2 separate regions of the Mus musculus genome follow, and region 2 is linked to region 1. A link is a contact called in public HiChIP or PLAC-seq data. All regions are on one chromosome and are shown on one strand. The core of a region is the stretch at or near the end of the contact, and the rest is flanking DNA. Distances in the headings are between cores, read along the strand shown.

What was found. HiChIP or PLAC-seq counts read pairs in DNA pulled down with a chosen protein or histone mark.
Region 2: an H3K4me3 HiChIP or PLAC-seq map of bone marrow-derived macrophages shows a contact between it and region 1, with 3 times the contacts expected there. The contact joins the enhancer-like site here to the promoter of Wdr37 in region 1. A contact is called at or near these places in 6 of 39 promoter capture datasets (the C10 cell line, the HPC-7 cell line, HPC-7-derived erythroid cells and 4 more), 6 of 484 Hi-C or Micro-C datasets (the G1E-ER4 cell line, the HPC-7 cell line, centroblasts and 3 more), 11 of 115 datasets of contacts at active chromatin or transcription factors (the SCID.adh cell line, bone marrow-derived macrophages, embryonic stem cells and 5 more) and 3 of 9 other capture datasets (adipose tissue, liver and macrophages).

What each region holds. Positions count from the first base shown.
Region 1 is chr13:8,868,394-8,874,269 of GRCm38.p6, forward strand. Wdr37 (WD repeat domain 37) reads right to left here and starts at 2,651. Exons shown (of 14, transcript NM_172445.3): 1 at 2,477-2,651.
Region 2 is chr13:9,112,071-9,117,946 of GRCm38.p6, forward strand. The region is part of intron 1 of Larp4b (La ribonucleoprotein domain family, member 4B); the gene reads left to right. Among named protein-coding and RNA genes, the nearest start is that of Larp4b, 21 kb to the left of the region's middle. Within about 2 kb of position 2,826, at least 13 of the 459 cell types and tissues checked have an H3K27ac peak or open chromatin away from gene starts, as enhancers often do. A contact at or near this core is called in the G1E-ER4 cell line and bone marrow-derived macrophages, where this site is marked.

The DNA.
Region 1 (5,876 bases), core at 1,401-3,900:
GGGGGGGAGGGGGGGTGTAGAAGCAGGCAGATCTCTGAGTTCAAGGCCAGTCTAATCTGGTCTAAATAGAGAATCCCAAGACAGGACAGCCAAGGCTTCACAGAGAGGAACTGTCTCATAAAAAAAGAGAAAATACATCTGGGGTGGGATGTAGCTCAATGGGAAGGAGGCTGATTGCTAGGCATAGCTGAGACCTTGGGTTTCATCACCAGCATCACACCAAACAAATTATTTTATAAAGTTACTTTTACTATGCACTAATTCACCTATATATGTTTTTAAAAAGAAAGAATCTAAAGCTCCAAAAGGTAATTACTTTCTTTCAAACACTCACATCAATTCACCCAGTTCAGTAAGACAGATCAGTACATTAAATGTAAAGCTGCAATATAGTTTCTCCTGCACTCCTAACTGGTTGGCCTGCCAAACTCATCTGTCCTTATTCCATGCTGTCATGGGCATATCCTCTTCTCTGCTGTTTATAAACAAGGCAGAACAATACATGTCCAGCTTTAGTGCAACATATTTAACAAATGAATAAAATCTCTACACACACTGTTAATATACCAAATTCACTACCTTGGTAAATGGTATAACATTAAACCGCACCAATGAACACTTAGCTCTCTCTCTTTTCAAGGCTCTTTTTAGTATGTATGTTCCACAGTAAGGTGTTACTACCTACAGTATCAGATTTTTATTAAGTACATACAACCAAACAGGAAGCCTGCTGAAGTAGTTTTATAAGCAATACAACAAACAATGTATGCTTTTATTTGAGATAATATAAAACATTACTCTCTATTTCATACTTTGGAGGAAGAATTTTAATTTTCTTTCAACAAGAAAAAACTGATTTATTTCAAAATAAATACCCGGTTTATCCCAAAAATGTTAGTTATACATTAAAAAGATGGTTATATAATTTGCAGATGGTAGTATAAACTATAAAATGTCACTGAACCTCCAAAAGTTCAATAAAGGTATTAATAATATTAATATTTTAAGTGTTGATTGTAATAGTACTTTTAAAATTAACTTCTAGAGGGCTGAATCAATGCAATATCTAACCAGTAACAGAAAAGAGAATGGTCTCTACACGCAACCTTGGAAATCTGTCACCAGAATTAAGTTACTTAAAATGTTCTGTCACTGATGAGATGAAGGCAAATGATGCACACTTATCGAGTCTAAGGATGGCACTGAGCTGACAGGCATCAGTAATTAAATAAGCTACCACCAAGAATTTTTTTCTCAATAACCAAAAAAGAAATTCAAATCTAGAAAGCATATCTTTCTTTGAATAAATCAGGACAGGACAACTAACAAAACTCTTAGTATCACTGCTGGGGGAAATACCCAACCCCAAGGATTTTACCTCAAATCAAGGGCAAAGTAAGATAACAGACCAACGTACCTATACTAAAGGAAGTAACATCTCAGAGTAAGAAAACCAAAGGAAGCATACTTAGGTCCTGTGTCCAGAAATTTATGCAAGAAGGCTTGATATACACTGCAAAAACGTAGCTGTCATAAACATCAAGGTCACACTGTTATTTCATGTGGCCACTGGCCACTGCTCTGCGTCTCCTATGGGCAACACTAATAGAAGGCCTCTACTTACTTTGGTCAGGTTATATTTATATATACTATGCTCAAGTATGTGGCTTAGGTGTCAAAGAGAATTTACAAACACTTGAAAATGTGATCGGCAAAGTAACCAAAACAGCAAGGAAGGTAGCATAATAGAAGATTTCTTAGAAAAGGGAGAAGTATCCTGGAGGCTTATTATCACCAGGTGTACTGCTTAGAGGTAAAAAGGTTTCAGTACCGCTTTGATGGCATACTTTGTAGGCCACAATAAGCAATGTAAAGAAAACCCATCTGAACTTCAAAGAAACTGCCTAGCAATCTACATCCGGGCAAGAGAGTGAGTGGTGTAGAGCTAACGGTCCTCGTCTTCAAGCACAAGAAACATCGAAGAGTTCAAGTTAGATGATAAAACCTCTAAGAACCTGATCAATCGTTCGGTTATGTCTGCTCGCGAAGTGAAATGGCATATTTATGCAACTTTTTGGTAAAACTGGCCCATTATGATGCCTTAAAACTTAGGAAATAGAAGTGTACGGGGAAGAAAAGGAAGTCTTCAGAAAGAGAAACAAAGGCGTGGCGGGGTTTTACCACTTCAGCATCTGCTTACCCCATCTCCGCCCCCCACCCTTCCTCCTTCCCAGAGGCCATACCCCGTCTTTGCGGGATCGAAGGCCACCATCTTCGAAAACTCTGGGCTTCCCACGGGACACAGACAGCCAGGTAGACGCCACTTGAGTACACAGGGAGCCAGAGAGAGTGCGCAGGATTAGGACTGTATCCTTCATCCACCTCGAAGCCTCGTCCCCACCGCCACCCGGACACCTGACATCCCCCGAGCGCCCGAGAAGGATGCCAAGCCAGACAGCTGAGAAGATGGCGTCACCTGTCACAGCAGCAGCACTCGCGTCCGCCTGGAACCAGCCTACGTCGCACTCAATTCGTAGATCCCCCCGCGACGAGGCTCCCGAGGCAGACCCAGAGCAGGAAAAAAAACCGGCCGATTCCCGCACTGACACAACCCGGCGACCCGAACTGGCGCGCCCGTACTTCCGGTAACTGCGGAAGTCCCGCCCTCAGAGATGGTCCTTAAAAAAAAAAAAACAGACCGGAAGCTCCGCCCCATGCCCAACGGCTGCGGAAGTTCTTTCCTGGTCTCCTTCGCTCAGTCCCACAGGCTTGTTCCGCGGGATAGTCTCCTGTTTTGGCTTTCGGCTTTGACGCCGGGTCCTGGAGACCTAAACTATGGCCTAGCAGCGCGCTGAGCCAAGACCCAGCGAGTGACTGCAGAACGAGTATGGCGTCCCCTGGTGGCGCAAGTAGGCTCAGCGCTTTCCCTGTTAGGAGCTTTCCCAAGGTGCTTACAGGCACTGCTAGACCCCAAATTCTGCACCACACACTAACGGTACACGCGATCCTTGCACGAATTGCTCCCCGAGACCCTGTAGCGTCGGTAACAGGGAGAAGCACACACAGCCTCCCGGACCGTGGGTACTTACCACTGCAGGGATTCCGGTGAGGGGTCCACGGTCAGGCAGGTTTTAAGTCCATCTGTCCTAAACACTCGCACAGCCCAAAAACTGGTAAGAAAAATAATCTATTAAAATGCAAAGTCGAGTGTACTATTTAACGTAATCGCTTTCAGAATCTCTCAAATCCAACTGCTTTACAGGCTGATCTGCTAGGAATGGCTCCTCAGGCAGGGCTCAGTGGGAGTCTTGCTAGCTGGCTGCAGGAGAGCCTGGTAGAGATAGAACTATTAATATTTCAGCTTATCTGCAGAAGATGACTCACCCAGTTTCCTTCTGAAATATCTGATCACCATTGGCTAAGAGGGGAAAATAGAATCAGCTGTTCACTGCAAAAGGTGGGACTTGAGCCGCTTTTCCCCGTTAATCAGGGTTGGGAAGACCTACATAGCAGAATGGAGCTGTTACATAAACAGCCTTGTCTCTGCGAGCAACTTGAACTAGATGTTTAAAACTCACCTACAGTAAAAGCATGATAGTATTTTCCTTCTATATGGGTCAACATTCTTCCTATAAGATAAAACTGAAGGTTCAGATTCAAGAAGCAGTAATGCAAGATGTTTGCTGGAGAAGAAATAAATTTATCGTATTTGGAGACTCGAATAACCAAAACATTCTGTACAAGAAATTGTGGGTTACTTGTGTATCAAGTATAATATTCAGGGGGCTGGAGAGATAGCTCAATGGTTAAGAGCTCTGACTGCTCTTAAACTGAGTTCAAACCCCAGCAACCACATGGTGGTTCACAACCATCTGTACAGCTAGAGTGTACTTGTATACATAAAATAAATAAATAAATCTTTTTTTAAAAAAAATATAGTATACAAAGCTTATCACTAGTAACAGTCTATAAATATGAACTGAGAAAAAAAAGATTTGGCTTCTCAGAGAAATCACTGTCAAATTTGGAGGCTGTGATATTTATTTAAGAAAATTTTAACTAGTAACAAAGAATGCATAAGACATTCTGCTGTTAATGATAGCCAGCAGAAAGTACTGTAAAGCATAGTTCCATATCCAAGTAGCATTCCACTAAGTTTGCAACAAAGCAGCCACATTTGGGTGCCACTTAAGATACTTTTAATGGAAGTACATTTTATCTTTGGTATATTTAGAGTTCCACCAAAAAAAAAAAAAAAACAAAGCGTGGTGGTTTTAATAAAATGGCCCCCATAGGCCTAGAGGGAGTGGCATTATTAGGAGATGTTGCCTTGCTGGAGTAGGTGGGATGTTGCTGGAGGAAGTGTGTGCCTGAGAGCAGTCTTTAAGGTCTCAGAAGGTCAAGTCTGGCAAGTGAGTCTCAGTCTCCTACTGCTTTCAGATCAAGAAGTAGAACTCTCAGCTCCTCCTGCAGTACCATGTCTGCCTGCATGCTGCCCTTCTTCCTACCAAGACAAGAATGGACTGAACCTCAGAGCTGTAACCAGCTCCAGTTAGATGTCTTTTGTAAGAATTGCTGTGGTCTTGGCGTCTCTTCACAGCAAGGAAACCCTAAGAGGTAGCTGTCTGTTAAGAGCACTGAGTATTCATGCAGAAGACCCAGTTTCAGTTCCCAGCACCCACAGGTTACAATTGACTGTTGTTGAGGTTCAGAAATTGCATCACAAACCATACGAACACAGATCTCAGGTAAGCAAAAATGGTTTGTAGAACACACACTCCAAGACTGATCAATCAGGACCACAAAAAGGATTCGGGAACCTAATTTTGTGGTACCAGTCTGTTTTTAGGGCAGGCTTTTTATAGGAAAAAACAGATTCAAAGGTTTAGAAGGTAAGGGGGTTGTGGGGGAGTAGCACAAAATGTTGCCTAACTAGACAAAAGTAGTAGCTGCTAACTTTAAGCTGATTGGTCCTGAGTAAGGTAAGAGGGGTGGCAGGTAGTAAAAGGGAATTTCAGAGCACTGAGATAACAGAGCATAAGTACTATAATCATAACTTCTTGGCTTATTAGTAGCATTCTTCAGTGTCAGCTATGGATAATCACTTCTGGAAAGTGGAGTCTGAGAACTGAACTTAATTTCAACTTATGAGCAAAATGGAGACTGAATACAAAATTGCTGCAGTGATGTTAAAAGGAGCAGGCTTCAACATCTGTAATTTCAGTTCTGTGGGCTCCGATGCCTTCTTCTGATCCCCTCAGGTATAAAGCACACATATGGTGTACATGTATGTAAAATATTCATACATATAAAGTTTTAAAAGTTTAAAGAAAAAAATTAGCAGGGCAGTGACAATGCATACCTTTAATTCCAGCCCTTGGGAGGCAGAGATGAGAGGATCTCTGGGTTCAAGACCAGTCTGGTCTATAGAGTGAGTTTGAGGATAGCCAGGGCTATAGAGAAATCCTGTCTTGGGGAAAAAAAACAGCCTAAAGTGAAACTGTTTGCATAATATTAGTTTTGAAAGTGCTATATGAATCTGAGTTACATAAAGGAGCATTACTCATGCGTACTGTACTTGTATTGTGCAATCCAAATCCTACATTTCACCATCTCAGGATTATATACAAGGGCATCATTGTGAAGATAATACACCTAAGTGACCTAAGTAACAGAATCTTCACAAAATACAATGTTGAAATGTAAATATTATGATATTGTGTTAGTTTTCTGATGCTATGACCAAGATACCTGATTTGAAAAAGGAAGAGATCATTTCTTCTGGTACATGGTTTCAGGGGAATTAGTTCATAGTCACTTGTGCAGGACATGGTGGTAAGAACATTTGGCAGAATAAATTCTTCACCTAATGTCAG
Region 2 (5,876 bases), core at 1,576-4,075, 240 kb after region 1:
CTTTTGAAGGCTGCTAGAATACTGACTTCCAGGCAGCTAGCATGAGAGACTTACAACCCATACCCACAGTGACACAACTACTCTAACAAGGCCATACCTTCTAATAGTGCCACTCCCTGGTCTGAGCATACAGAATCCATCATACCAGGAGAAAAGTGGTGCAAGTGGGCCAAGAGGCCCAGGGCAGAGTACCAAGACCCCAAGAGAGTTTGTAGTCAGAATGACTGAGTTATTATAGGAATCAGAAGCTGGGGAAAAGGAAATCTGGCCTCTGGCTGGAGAGGTGTAGGGTGGGGTAGGGTGAGAAGTGCTGGGAGGAGCCGTAGGTACTAAGTGGAATCTGTCTCAGGTTTCTTTGGGACCTAACAGTATTTCACAAAAGCAGTCATAAGTTCTAAATTAGATTTTTATTAGTGTGACATTTAAAAATACAATTTTATTTGGTATATTTCTTGTGAATTGATTACCTTTCCAGTCAGATTTTGCTAATAAATTGTTCTGTCTGTGTCTGATTTTATCATCCCTCTCCCCCAGCACAAACAACTCGAATCCTACCACTAGCTGTTTCAGTAGAAGCACAGGTGTGCGTGCATAAAAGGAAATTTAAAATAATCTTGAAGCTTATTGGCCATGTCTGATTAGGAGTACACCTGCGCTGGGTGCCAGAGTAAATGTACAATTAGGTACTGTACTGAGATTGGGCTCATTCTTTCATCTGCCAGTATCTTTGAATAACACATTTACTATAAGAATACTCATTAAAGAGACTATTATAGAGGTACCAAGTCTGTAAAAACAAAGAGCTAGAATAGCAGCCTTCCTGGAGACAGCCATCTTTTCCTCTGTACATATTTCCACTATCAAAGATGAATTCTGTATGTAATCTGTGAGTTGAAAGAACGAAGCAGAGTTGCCTCCCCTGAGGAACTCTACATTTTATGTAGAGTATGTGTGTGTACATTGTGCGTGTGTGTATGTGTGTGTGTGTGTGTGTGTAAAACCAGAATACACATTTTAGATATGTCAGAATGATGCTGACAGCCATGAGAGAATATGATCTAGCAACATGGAGCAAATGAATGAGACACTCCAGTTCCTATTTTGTCTCACTTCCTTACACCTCCTCTCTAGAAATAGAAAAATAATAACACTAAAAAATAGCCTTCTTTTCAGCCCTACAATGCTAGAGTTTTATTTTAATAACTCTCCATTAGAACTGCTTTGACAATTTTCCCCCCTGATGAATTTACTTAGTTTCAAAGAAGTCAGAGTCTAGTAGGTAAACTGTTTCACTTATAAATACATTTGGACATTAAAAGTAAAAACAATTTGGCTTTTAAAATTGATTGCCCAGGGATCCACACAGTACTAAGGCAGGTGTCCAGTTGTGAAGAGCCTGTTTTTCTTATTCAGAGAAAACTGTTTACTTACCTAGTTGAATATTATTCATTTACTATTTTTTAACTTGCAAAATTTATTTTTGTGTGTATATGTAGTTGCACATGTGTGTGTGTGTGTGTGTGCGCCTGTGTGGCCCCAACCCATGCCAGGGTGCATGTGTAGAAGTGAGGACAGCTTTCTCGAGTTCTTTTCTGCCACCCTGTAGGATCCCCAGAGCAAGTGAAAGCATCAGGCCTGTGCTCAAGTACTTCCACCCTCTGAGCCATCTTGTTGGCCCCTCACTTACCTTTTTCTTCTTTTTCCTTTTTGGTAAACTTTTAGAAATTAAGTTGGAGTTCTTGAACGTGACTGTATAGTAGCGTCTAGTACTTTCCTTGTGTTTCATCCCTTGGTCCCAGTCATGAGACTGAGAAGAGACTTGGTAAACGTCATTGTATGAATGCTGATGGTGAAGGACATAGAGTACTTACTTGGTCAGCACTGTAGTGAGTCATTTGTGTTTGAGTGATAATGAAAGATGCATCAGTGGACTGAGTTGTACTGTTGGATCCTTGCTACAGTGTGTCTATCTGTGCAGTGTGCAAGAAGTGAAACCTCAATCATACATTGTCAATCTCTTTGCTTATTTCTTTCTAGTTTTGTTTTTTAAGTAACTACTAAGTTATGTGAATTTTAAAAATCTAGTTACAACCTTACTGTTTATCATTTCATATCATGGTTTTTTTTTTGTTTGTTTGTTTGTTTGTTTGTTTTTTACTTTGCCGGTTTTGTCAATTTTTAAACCGTTGTGATTGATTGTACTAGTTTCTGCTTTTCTGTAGTTGAGTGTCTTATTTCCTTTTTATGGCAAAAGCCAACACAATTATTCTTCATAAAAATGGTTTGCAGCCGGGCGTGGTGGCGCATGCCTTTAATCCCAGCACTTGGGAGGCAGAGGCAGGCGGATTTCTGAGTTTGAGGCCAGCCTGGTGTACAAAGTGAGTTCCAGGACAGCCAGGGCTATACAGAGAAACCCTGTCTCGAAAAAACAAAAACAAACCAAACAAACAAAAAAATGGTTTGCACATTTCCTTTGATTTCATCAAGGACACATTTTAAGTATAAATAAATGTGACATTTTAATTGAGTATCAGTAATATCTAAGCCATATTTTCCTTAGATTTAAATATACGAAGTTTTTACTTTTGAGTACAGTTTCATAAACCTCACTCAGCTGACCTGTACTATCTGGTTTCAGCAGCCATTGATCTGCCGTCCTTGTGGTTTTGTTTCTTTTTCTCTCTTTAAATTTTATTAGCATATTTAAAAAGCAAATTCCAGATTGTATTAGTTTCCCATTCTTACGACAAACTGCCTAAGAAGTAATTAAAGGGAGGGAGGGGTTTCTGGCTCTCAGTTTGAGGCCATACATTCCATCTTGCAGGAAAGGCACTATATATAGCAAGACCAGGAAGTGGGAAGAATGCCTAGAGTTCCAGTTTCAGTGATAAGACTAAGAAATGGCCCCAGTCAGGATCTGATTTACAGTTTTATCTATAAAGTAGGATAAAAATCCCTCTGGTCTCGGGCTCCTAAATGCTGACATTGTAGCCATATGCCACTATGTTAAGCACTAAACTCTTTAACATCTTGGTATTTTTAATGATTAATTTTTTTACTAATTAATTAATTTCATGTATGTGAGTATACTGTCGCTGTCTTCAGACACACCAGAAAAAGGCATCAGATCCCCATTACAGATGGTTGTGAGCCACCATGTGGTTGCTGGGAATTGAACTCAGGACCTCTGGAAGAGCAGTCAGTGCTCTTAACCGCTGAGCTGTCTGTAGCCCACATCTTGATATTTTAAAAATCATTCATTCTTCATTTACTGAGGCTTTTCTCTTGATGACTGTTTTGTCATGAAATATTGATTAATCTGGGGGGGGGGTGGACTACATAACTGTTTCCCTTAATAATCTGTAGGATAATGAATTGGTGTCCTTACAGTATAGTGGTGATGTTTTTAGCTTTCAGGGACTTTTAGATACCATATTTCATATACATTCAAGACCTTTGCCTCTCCTGCTGTGGCTTTAGTGTTCTTGTAGTGTAGCCACACTTACTATGAATAGTTTCCTTACTTTCATATTAAGATATCCCAGGTTTATCTTTTAAAAAACAAAAACAAAAGCCCAACCTACTTGGTGTCAGACAAGCTGGTGATAGCCCTTTAAACATTTTTTTTTCCTTAATATTGAGACTCATACTCATTCTGGCACCAAACATGCAAGGCAGCTGAGATTGACCTTGAACTTCAATTGTCCTGCCTCCATTTCCTGAGATTATATAGTAGGTAGTACAATTCGGTACTACCACACCTAGTTTACATGGTGCTGGGAATTGAACCCTGCATCCCGGATCCCCTTTGTCTTCTTACTGAGCAGCCTGTTTGCTTGTGCATGAATGCTGTTGTGTGGTATATAGTTGTATACATGTACACATGTGTATGCACATCTGTATGTATGTGCGTGGAATTCAAAGGTCAAAGGCTTATCTACCCTTTTTGAGAGACACAGTCTCTCACTAAACCTAGAGCTCAATGATTAGCCTACAGTAATTAGGCTACTGCACCTAACTTTTTATGTATGTGCTGGGGGACTGAACTCAGTTCCTCACTCTCAATGCTAAGTACTTTGTTGCCTGGACTATCTCCCCAACTTGAAGCAGCCTTCTCAGTCCTCAAATAAAGACTGTATTAGCAACAACAACAACAAAACCTGAACAAGGTACACACACACAGTTAAAATTCATTAAAGCCCATAATGGCTGTAGAACAGTCATGAGGCGTGAAAGTAAAGTGTTTGCAGTTACAGGTTAGAGGAGGGAGGACTGGAGAAGGGCTGGGAAACGTGACTAAAGTGGAAGAGGAAAGAAGAGTGAGTTTTTAAAAGTTCACTTAGCAATGAAAATTTTAAAAAGGATTAGATATATATGTGGGGAAAAAAAAAGGCATGATAGCTCTTAAACTCAAAATACTATTCAAAGTATAGTAAATGACCTGTTGGAGTGGCTTTTTCTCAGTTCTCCAAAATTGGACTCTTCATGGTGGGCGGGGTGGGAGGGGTAGGAGTTGGGGGTGGGGAGAGTGTCAGTTAAACTGGGAGAGTCTTTCTTACAATTTATATTGGTGCTGAGCCCATGCTAGACAAGTGTCGTGTCTGTCACTGCAGTTCAGTAGCGTCTGTGCTTTGTGCACTGGGAGCCTCTGATGGCCACACTTAACTGTGTAGGCTGTGAGCTGGGCAGGTTCTCCCTCCTCCCCCAGATGCTCTGAGCCTGACTCTGGGGTGCTCTGGAATCAGGGAAGCAAACAGCACTGAAATCTGTACACGTGCTCTAGGAGATACAGCTTTAGTCCTCTGCAGCTTCAGTGCTCAGCTTCTGCTGCAACAGCAGATCTAAGTCTCCAGAGGTTAAGGCATCCCTGCCCCAGGGCTTGACAGATTTGGATGAGACTATCCTGCTCACTCCCAGATTGACACTAAGCCCTGTGCCACTTAGGTTTTTTCACTCACATTCTTTGAAACGGTGTTTCTTGTTATTCTGACTCTTGTGATTCTATTCTGACACTGTGATTCAAGACCAGCTTCATCTTAAGTAGTTTTCTTTTTTGTCCTTTTTCTTTCCATTTTATTAATTATTTATTTACATCTCAAATGTTGTCCCCCTTCCTGGTCCCTCCTTCCTAGTAGTTTTCTTACATACCTAAATCTGCCCTTCAGAATTGCCCTGACTGGGCTAGGGAAATAGCTGACTTTGTAAGAACACTTAACACACACACAGCATGAGGACCTGAGTTTAAATCTTAGGCACTCACATAAAAAGCTGGATATGGCCATTCACACCTGTAACCCTAGCACTGTGGGAGCCAGAGACAGGAGGGTCACTAGGGTTGGCAGTCACCCTGCCTCCACATTACTGAAACCCACTCAGTCTCAAAGGTTTAAGACAAAGCGTACATACACATGTGCATATGGATCCACACATCTAAAGCAGAGAGCTGCCCTCCCTCCAGCTTCTTTGATTTTTTTAGAGGGTGGGTTGGGCAAATACTAAGTAGTTTTTCATTGCTCAGGTGATTTAGGATAATCTATATGACTTATAAAATACCTGTTTAGGGCTGAGGATATAGGTAAGGTGGTAGAGTTCTTGTCTGTTATGCACAAGGTCCTGGGTTCAACTCCCAGCACAGCATAAAGTGGGCATGGTAGGGCATGCCTGCAATCCGAGCATGCAGAAAATGGAGACTTTAGAACCAGAAGTCACAAGTTTTCTGACTACACAGCAAGCAAGGTCAAGGACAACCTGAGCTACAATCCTTAGGGAGTCATGGGGCCTCAAGAGTGCCCACTCCCACATGGTAGGTTGATCACAGCTGCTGTGGGCTCAGGAGTGTTGTGGCCATGCTGTGCCTAGCAGAGAGCTTTCCTAAA